2 separate regions of the Anas platyrhynchos genome follow, and region 1 is linked to region 2. A link is a contact called in public Hi-C data. All regions are on one chromosome and are shown on one strand. Each heading gives the region's core, a stretch centred on a gene start, on an enhancer-like site or on the middle of the called end of the contact. The rest is flanking DNA. Distances are from core to core; before and after follow the strand shown.

What was found. Hi-C and Micro-C count contacts between places; a contact is called where the count stands out from the background.
Region 1: a contact with region 2 is called in a Hi-C map of skeletal muscle, with 5 times the contacts expected there. The contact joins the promoter of AHDC1 here to the enhancer-like site in region 2. A contact is called at or near these places in 2 of 8 Hi-C or Micro-C datasets (skeletal muscle and subcutaneous adipose tissue).

What each region holds. Positions count from the first base shown.
Region 1 is chr24:4,188,758-4,193,435 of IASCAAS_PekinDuck_T2T, reverse strand. It overlaps AHDC1 (AT-hook DNA binding motif containing 1), which reads left to right and starts at 2,690. Exons shown (of 7, transcript XM_038167196.2): 1 at 2,690-2,927; 2 at 3,509-3,629. LOC119713588 (a long non-coding RNA gene) reads right to left here and starts at 2,487. Exons shown (of 2, transcript XR_005260782.2): 1 at 1,376-2,487; 2 at 1,052-1,304.
Region 2 is chr24:4,103,668-4,108,146 of IASCAAS_PekinDuck_T2T, reverse strand. WASF2 (WASP family member 2) reads left to right here. Exons shown (of 9, transcript XM_027443714.3): 3 at 69-203; 4 at 726-879; 5 at 1,999-2,116; 6 at 3,261-3,391. Among named protein-coding and RNA genes, the nearest start is that of CD164L2, 19 kb to the right of the region's middle. Within about 2 kb of position 1,611, at least 2 of the 8 cell types and tissues checked have an H3K27ac peak or open chromatin away from gene starts, as enhancers often do.

The sequences.
Region 1 (4,678 bases), core at 1,441-3,940, 84 kb before region 2:
GGGGTTGGGGGATGCTGCTCTCCACCCCAAAGGCAGCCCCCATATCCAGCACCCCCCCTTGCCATCCCTTCCTCTCCCCCACCACCACGCACCCCGCTCCCCCCGCTGCACCCCGCTGTCTCCAAAGCCCCCCCAGCCCCCAGATCCCACCCGGGGGCGGCTTTGGGGGGGGGGGGGGGGGTCCCAGCTGCTGTCCCCAGTGAGCGAGGTCACCACAAGCTCTCGGGGGACAAATGCAGTGGGGGGACAAGGCAGTGGGGTCACCCGGTGACCCTATAACCTCAAGGAGGGTGGCGAGCAGAGCCTTCACCCCCCCTCCCTGACTTTGGGCAGTGGTGGGTGGGCACAGGGGGGTGTGGGGGGGATCTCAATCCGGTGCGGCCACCCCCGTGGCACGGCGACACGGGGCTGGGACCCGGGGACAGCGGTGGCCCCGGCTCGGCAAAGCAGCCGCTAGATGGTAGCGGAGGTCCACGCCAACGCTGCTGACACAGCACTTGGCTGCCAGAGGGACCGGGGGGCCCGGGTGACCCGGGGGGGCCCTGGGGACCCGTTTTGGCCACCCCCTTCCCCGCCCCGTGGCACTGAAGGGCTGGCCACGCGTGGAACCGGGACACGGGTGGCGTGGGCGCTGCGCCCCCGCCCTGACGCCCCCTGGCACCGCCGCCCACCGTCAGCTTTGGGGGCTCGGGGTGAGGGGGACCCCTCCCCAAAATCTGTCCCCACGAGCGTCCTGCCCCAAAGCAGCCCTGAGGCCAGCTGGGGACCTCCAGGGACCACCAGCGGGACTCAAGGGGGGGACAAACCCACTCCTGGGGACAAGCAGGGTCACCCAGCTCGATGGGGGGGTGCTGGGCACCCATGGGAGCCCGGCAGAGCCCCGGTGGGTGCCCCTCTGCAGGGACCCCGCTGCGAAGAGCCTCGCTTTGCTCCTCCTCGCCCGCTCCCAGCCCTGGCGAGGGCTCGGTGCCAGGCGGGTATATATATTTTATGATAACTATAGAGATGCACTTCAAACCTGACAAAGGACTTTGACAGTTTTAAGCATCTCTTTGATTAATACATGACCTTTTAATGCTTCGGATTAAATTAATAAATCTTTTACATTCCAACCCATTCTGCTTGCAGCGTAATGTTTTCTGCACGACCTCCTTCTCTCCCCGCGCACGCGAGGCATCCCCCCTGTCCTGCTGTCCCACGGCACCCGGGGCAGGTAACATCAAGGCACGGCCCCTGCAATATTCATACGGTGCAGAGCCCCGCGAGGCGAGCGGGGAGGGATCCTCCTCAGGTTTGAACCATCCCTAAAAATAGCAAGAAAATTCAAAGCTGACATTCAGGGCGAGGGGACGAGGAAGGCTGCAAAGTTGCTCACTCAGCCACCAGCAATTGCAGCGATCCTGTCTGCGTGTGCAGATTCCTCTGCTGACCGGGCTGGAGCGCCGGGCCTCCTCTCCGCAGGGTTTGCAGGAGCTGGGAGCGATGCAGATGGGTCCCCGTCCTCACCCCGTTCCCAAATCCGAGCCTGCTGGGGTGAGCAGAGCCCAGGGATGCAGCTGCTGGCATTTCGGATACGAAGCGCGGCGATGCGTCCATGCTGGAAGGCAGCTCTCCATCCGACCCCAGTTCAACCAGTTTGTCCCAGTCTGGCGGCGGAGCTGGGGAGCCCGGCACGTCTCCTGAGCGCCGATTCCCTCCCTGCCGCCTGTTGATCCCCGACCACAGATGAAAACCCAACGTGCAGCACGGCGGTGAGGCAGAGGGCTGCTGTGAAGCCAGGTGCTGCGTGTCTCCCTGCACCCATGTGTTATTTCATCGATGACTCACGTGTTATTAGCAGCCGAGCAATATTCCCAATTCCCTGGAGTTAACCCTTCACTCGTCACTCACAAAACCACGGTGTCACAACAAACATCAGCGGCATTATCCGCGTTAATTATATTGTATCTGGGAGCATTAACATCGGCGCAGCCTTGGAGGGAAGGCGCTGAGGATGCTCGAGGAGCCACGAGGAGGGAGGTCACGGGGCACGATGGCAGCTGGGGGACATCTCCCCGCCCTGCCACCACCGTCCTGGGTGGTTTTGGTCACCACCTGCGCCCCCCCGGGGTCCCCTCTGTGCCAAGGGGGACATAGCCAAGGGGGGACCCCTGCACAGCACCGTGCCCTGGGGGTGGGGGAGCGGGGTGTTAGCAAACAGAGGGGAAGTTTCCAGCGCTGCCAGGCCCTAGCCACGGCTAACTTAAAAAATAATAATAATTAAGTGGAAAAAAAAAAAAAAAAAAAAAAAAGGCTAATTAGGTGGCTTCAAGGGGGTGTGCCACGGGGGAAATTCGGACCGAGGATTGGGGCGGGGAGGGGGGGGGGTCTGCGGGCTGCCTGCGTGCCCCCCAAACCCCGCATCCTACCGGGGAGCGCAGTGCGGGTGCAACCCGGGAGAGGGCAGCAATGCCCCGTGCATCCCACTTGTGTGGGGGGGTGGGCATCCCGGGGGGTTGGGGAGGGGGGGGGGGGCAAAACACCCTCCGGGTGGATGCCTCCCCCCCCAAAAAAAAAAAAAAAAAAAAAAATTGAATCCCCCCTCCCCAAGCAGAGCGCGGAGATGCGCGCCCCTTGCGCGCCCCTCCCCGCTTCGCGCCGACGGGGAGGAGAAAAGCGGGGAGAGGAGAAGGGGCGGGGGGGGGGGAAAAAAGGAAGGAGGGAAGAGAAACGAGAAGGCGGGGGGGGGAGAGAAGGAAGGACTACAAGGCCCGGCATGCCCCGGCGGTGCTGCACGGCTCCCCGGGGTGCCGGATGCTGGCCGTGCCGCTGACAGCGGAGCGAAGCGGAGCCGCGGTCCCCGCCGCGCACGGAGAGGGCAGGGCGCGCCGCGCCGCCGGCTCCGCTCCCCCCTTTCCCAGCCCCCACAAAGCCGGGAGCGGCAGAAGGCAAGAGCGAGGGAGGAGGAGGAGGAGGAGGAGGAGGTGGAGGAGGAGGAGGAGGAGGAGGAGGAGGAGGAGGAGGAAGGGGGGAGGCAGCAGCAAGCCAGGGCTCTGCTGCGCTGTGTCTTTCTTTGCTTTCCGCAGGCGGCTGAGCGGCGGAGGCGCAGAGGGGAGGTCGGTTCCCCTCCGCCTCCCGCTCCGCTGCCTTTTGTGTGTGTGCGAGGCGAAGGGGGGGGGGGGGGGGGGGGAGAGAGAAAAAATTTGAAAAAAAAAAAAAGAGAGAGAGAGAGAGGGAGAGAGAGGAGGGAAAAAAAAAAAGCGGAGGAAAAAAAAAAAAAAAGAGGAGGAAAAAAATAAGAGGAGGATAAAAAAAAAATAGCCGAGCGGCAGAGGGGGAGAGAGGAAAAAAACAGGGCGAAAAAAAAAAAAAAATCAAATAGGGGTGGGGGGGCTGGGGGGGAAGAGGGGAAAGGAGGAAAGGCGAGAGGAAAAGAGCAGGCAGGGGACGGAGGAGGGGGCGGGCTGGCAGGAGCGGAGTTGCCTGGGGAGAATGTGAGCAGGAGGCGCTGGAAATGCTCTCGTTGAAGGTGGCGAGCGGTGCCGAGGGCTCCGGGACTCCCGCGGGCGGCCAGGACGCAGCCCCGGCGGACGGCAGGAGCCTCCCCAAGCGGGCGGGCTCCGGGGGGCTCGGAGCGCAGCAGCCGGCGGGTGAGTACCGGGGTGTCCCCGTCCCCCTTCCTCCTCTTCCCCACCCCCGTTGCCTTTGTGTGGGGCTGGGACCCCGGGGGGGGGGTCGTGGCTGGAGGTGGGGGGGTCGTGGGTGGGGAGGCGGAGGGGTAAAGGGGGGAGAAAGGGAGGGAGAAAGGGATCGGGGGTGTTGTTGGGGGGCACCCAGCGTGTTGGTAGAGAGAGAGGGTGGAGGGGGAGGGAGGCGCGGCCCCCCCCCCCCTCCCCGCCGTGTGTGTGTGTGTGTGTGTGTGTGTGTGTGTGTGTGTGCCCCCCCCCCGCTGTCCCCTCCGCCGAAGTTGCGCGCGGCGAGTTGGTGCCAAATTGCAGGAGTTTAATGGCACTTGGGGAGGGGAGAGGGGGGGCGAGGGGAGGAGGGAGGGGGAGAGGGGGGAGACGGGGCTGGGGGGGGCGTCCTGGCGATCGCCCCCTCCTCCCCTCCCTCCCCCCCCCAAGAAAAAAAATCCCCCGCCGTGCCCCATTTGCACGAGTTCAGCCGCCTCCCCCGGCCGGCCCCCCCCCCCGGCTCCCCCCGGGCTGCGAGCGCTGAGTGACAGCTGTCAGAGCCGGCTCCGTCCGCTAGAAGGCGGAACGGAACATGTCAACAAAATTTGGGGTTATCCTCGCAGCCCTGGGGGGCGTCAGGAGCTCCCCCCCCCTTTACCAACCCCCTGACCCCCAGGGCAGAGCCTGCCCCCCCCCGCAACCCGGCTGGGTGCGCGGGGAGCCGGCGGCGGGGGGCACCGGGGAGGGGGTGCTGGCCCCAACTCGTGCTCTCCGCGGTGCATTCCCCTTGCGCAGGGCTCGGCGGGTGCCTGTGGCTTCTGTCCCCCCCCCCAATACCCCAAAACGTGGTTGCCTATCGGATCCTTCCACCCACCCCCCCTGGCACCCCGTTTCCGAGCCCCCCTTTGCGCTTCTTTGGCACGCGCGCGGGGCACCGGGGACCGCGGGGACCCCAAAAGGGGGGGTGGCTGCGGCCACCCCGCGGGGGTCTCTCCGCCGGCGGCCTCGAAAAGCCCCGGGGAGGG
Region 2 (4,479 bases), core at 362-2,861:
AGAACAAATCGGGAGGTTGCATGTGGGCTGTGGCTCGTGGGGGTAACGTGGACGCTTTAATATTGCAGGTAAATTTGCAGAAGACATATTTGGAGAGTTGTTTACTCAAGCCAACACTTTTGCCTCTCGGGTGAGCGTTCTAGTCGAGAGAGTTGACCGCTTGCAAGTCAAAGTCACTCAGCTGGATCCCAAAGAGGAAGAAGGTAATGGAGTGGAGCAGAGTCCTTGCAGACCAAGCGTGGTAAAGATCCTCGGTGAATCAGCATGCTTGGTTCATGACCCTACAATAAGCCCGGTGCTGTGATTGGTGTTGGAATGGCTTCTCTTGGGCTAAGAGGGGCTGTTTCCTCCCCTCCCAGAAAGCACCGTGCTGCTCGTGTGGGCAGCCTTTCTGGCTGAGTCGAGACGTGGTTGTTAGCAAGTCTCCACGTGGAAACTTGCTCCTCAGCAGCTTGATAGCCATGCATTTCTTGGGTCTTGGGTGCAGGGGTTTGGAATCACATCTGTAGAGACACGGCTCTTGAGAGTTCCTGCAGCAGATCTTGGCATGACATGATCTGAGATTTGCTGGATTTCCCGAGAGATCTGTGGGAAAAGGAACCTGACCTTAAGAAGTGCTAAGCACGCCAAGAACTCCAACTGAAATCAGATGTTTGCTACTTGATCTCCAGTGTCATTGGCCTGGGTCAAGCTGTTCTTCACTTGCTCTCTCCTCTCTCTTACAGTCTCTCTGCAAGGCATCAACAGCAGGAAGGCCTTCAAAAGCTCCACTACTCAGGACCAGAAGCTCTTCGACAGAGATTCTCTCCCAGTTCCTGTCCTTGAAACCTATGGGACCTGCAATACTCCTCCACCTCTCAACATTCTCTCCCCATACAGGTAACACTGCAACGCCTCCTTTGGCCCTGGTGCCGTTACAGAGCACCTCTTCCTGCCAATTTGCTGAGGAGGTCATCTTCCATCCCGTGCTTTATTGCACTAACAGTCTTCAGTGGGAAATATTGTTGCCAAACTGAGGTCCACCAGGAAATCTCCATCCTTGGGATTACCTGAAACTTTGCTTTTGAGGCTGTACAAATGAGCATAGCTCGAAAATTATACGTTTGGTTACCCGCTGTCACTTTTGTGACTGCCTTGGGGCAAGGCTTGGCTGGCACTGCATAAACATGCTAGGTGTTGTGCAGATGATGCATTTTTCCTGTGCTTCTCTGTAGCCCTGTGGCTCCTTTCCAGAAAGCCGCAGTGCAAACTGCAGAGCGTACATCTGTATGTGGCTCTCACCCAGGTGGGTGCAGCAGACTCCTGTAGGTCTGGAGATACGTCCTGTGGCCTTCAGTGCCTGGCCTGAGACATCTGGTGTGACCTACGCGGGCTGTGTAACCAGTTCTTAGCAGTCCTGCCGTGCCATTTCATCTCGTATGAAGTAGAAGTAAGGGGGTCAGAATGCAGAGACTTAGCCCACATCCATAAATATCTTTTGAACAGGTAAAAAGTAATTACAGATAGCTGGAGGCAGCTGTCTTCTGCCAGACGCGGCTGCACTGCAAAGTAGGAGAGTGTGTGTGTGCGTGCACATGCGCTCATGAGTTTCAAGGACGCTGCCGGTCTGATTTAGGGTTCCTGGGCTGGGAAGAGCTTTTTTTCGCACCAAAAATACAAGACAAACAAGTGGGAGTTGGAGTGAGAGACCTGCTGCTCTCCTGGCGGTTGTTCAGAGCGGCTGAGTTCTGCAGGTGCCGAAATCCAGAGTAATGGAGAGTTGGTGTGAGGGCGAAAGCGATGGCAAGTAGGAGAGCTGGGACGAGCGGTGGCTGCTGTGGGGCGGGGGGGCTGCTGCTTGTTTTGAAAAGGAGGACGGAGGCGAGAGCAGAGTGTTTGACCTTCTCACTGCAGATTTTTAAACTATTATCTGGGGTTGTGACTTGTGTTTTCTTTGGGCTTCAAACAAACGCGTGACTTGGCCCTTCTTTGTGTGTGTTTTTCCCTTCCCTGTTCTAGGGACGATGGCAAAGAGGCACTTAAATTCTACACGGATCCTTCGTATTTCTTTGACCTTTGGAAAGAGAAAATGCTGCAGGACACCAAGGATATTATGAAAGAAAAGCGGAAACACAGGGTGAGGAAATGGGAGATCTCTGCCAACAGAAGCATGTCAGGGTGGGAAAGGAGGTGGGAAGTGTTAATGAACCATGGACTCCAAAGTTGCTATCCAAAATTCAGGTTTGCTCTCTTAAGCTCTTCAGGGATCAATTCAGAGAAGTTTTTATCTGGTTTACTTTCATCCCTGTTAATTAAAAAAAGACAACAAAGATATCCTTAATCTGTTTTTCCAAATACCACCTTCTTTGTATGGTTATAATGGCTTAATTTGTAGTCTTCAAACATAGCGCTGGTGCAGTCAGCAGGGGAGAAAGTTGTATCGGTCTTTTTGGTACTTCTGACATCACACGGGGGTCTGTTCAGCACTGAAGTGGTGCAAATCCCACTGCCCCAACATCATCGTTTCAGGTGCTGTAAAAAATTCTGCTGTGGGAGTGTAAAGATTGGCGAAAATATCCCTTCAGGAGTGCAAAAACAGGCCATAATGTTAAATTAGGGGCAATCAAGAGGCTTAGCAAAACCCTCTGAGCTGAAAGCACCAGGTAGAGCTCCTGATTTGATTGCCTGAGGATTTGGACCCCTCTTCCCCAACACCGAAACCCACACCATAAAAGATTCAATTTGAGCATACTTTATTTAGCTTTTGAGCAACAGAAGTATTAAATATCCAAACAGATCGTGCTCCTTCTAAATCAAAATAACAAAGGAGGGAGCTGGGGCATGTCAGAACACAGAAAAGGAGCAGTTCTTTGTGGGCAAGCATCCACATTGCACACCCAAAGCACTTAACGCCAGCAAGGTGCTGGTGAGATTTGGCAGTCTCGATGCAGAGGCCAGAAGCTGAATTGATGAGGGGCAGCTGAGCTTTCCCTCTGCCCTCCAGGTGGTCATGCCAGGGTGTAACAATGGCATCATGTCTGGACTGCGCTAAGGAAACTGGATGCTGTTTTTTTGATGCTGTCTGCGCTCCGTCTCCTTTGTTTGGGAGGTCTTTGGAGCTTTCAGCAATCGGGAAAGTGAATGAAAAATCCTGGCCCTCTTTGAGAATGTATTTTCTTGCAACTGCTGCGTCTCCGTCCTATCCCTTCCTGTTCCCAGTGAGTTTAAAGCAAAAAGAAGGCTTTTGTTTGATCCCTCCTCCCTTTCTTTTCCTCCTGTAGAAAGAGAAAAAGGAGAATCCTAACCGAGGAAATGTGAATCCACGGAAAATTAAAACCCGGAAAGAAGAGTGGGAGAAGCTGAAAATGGGACAAGAATTTGTTGAGATAAAGGACAAACACGGTCCTGCTGGGTAAGCAAGTCTGGGGCTCTCTGCTCAGCTCCCCAGCGAGGGGGAGCAGGCGGGCGTTGTTGATTGTAATGCAGTGCACCCTGCTCTGCAGCTTCTCCAGATCTGCTGCACAGCGTGGATCGATACCGCCACTAATCAGATTCTCCAAAGTAAATCCGTCTGCTGATTTAAAATTTGCTAAATAAATCAGGGAGCTACACGGTTGAAACAAGGTGGCAGGAACAGCTCCAGCAGCAGGTCTGCTCTCAGCTGCCTGCCTTGCGGGCACAGAGGTGTCGAAAGCTGCGGCTCCCTGTCCCGGCGCAGCGCCCTGCCCATCGCACCGAGCCTCTGGGCCTGACGCTGAGGAGCAGGGTGGCATCCTGGTAGTAGCGTGTGATTGCTTTGTTACATTTCACAAATGGCTCTTCACACCCCAAAGTTGAAGCGGGGGCAGTCCCCAGCCAAGTATTTCGAGCTGCAGATCTGTCTTTAGCTCTGCTGGCTTGGGAATTCATTTAACTTTTGACACCAGGCAGGCTGGAAGCAGCCCGCCTTCCCCACAATGCACTTCTCGCCTGCTTGCTCCTTGCAGCTTCCTTTCATATAAGAAAAATCTCTCTTTAAATCACACTCTCCAGCTAAAAATAAAACTTGCTTTTAGTTTAATAGGAGAGCAGGTTTGGTTTCTAGCAGAGGAACCGAGCAGCACAACAGCACCATTTTCTTGCTCCTCTGTTTTTTTTGTGGGCATGCGTCCACACGTTTGAATTCTGTTGTGGTTCGGAGCCCCCAGGAATTGGGGGGTTTCACCACCCCACCCCACGAGCTCACTGAAACTTGAACGTGAGCGTGGTCTCTTCCTTCAGCAATATTTCAGCTTTGGATGTTTGCTTTTAACGGCATCGCTGTTGGGTGTGCTTTCTGATAATCTATGCTCAAGCTTAATTTGTAATATATTTTAGTGCCTCTTAGTTTTTGTCGCTGACGAGAGGCGCTGTAACTTGGAGTCTATCAAGTGCAAGCTGGTCAAAATGCACTCAGAAGTTGTTTTTTTTTTTCCCTAGAATCAAATGTTAAGAAAAATATTTGGTTTTTTGTTCAATAAA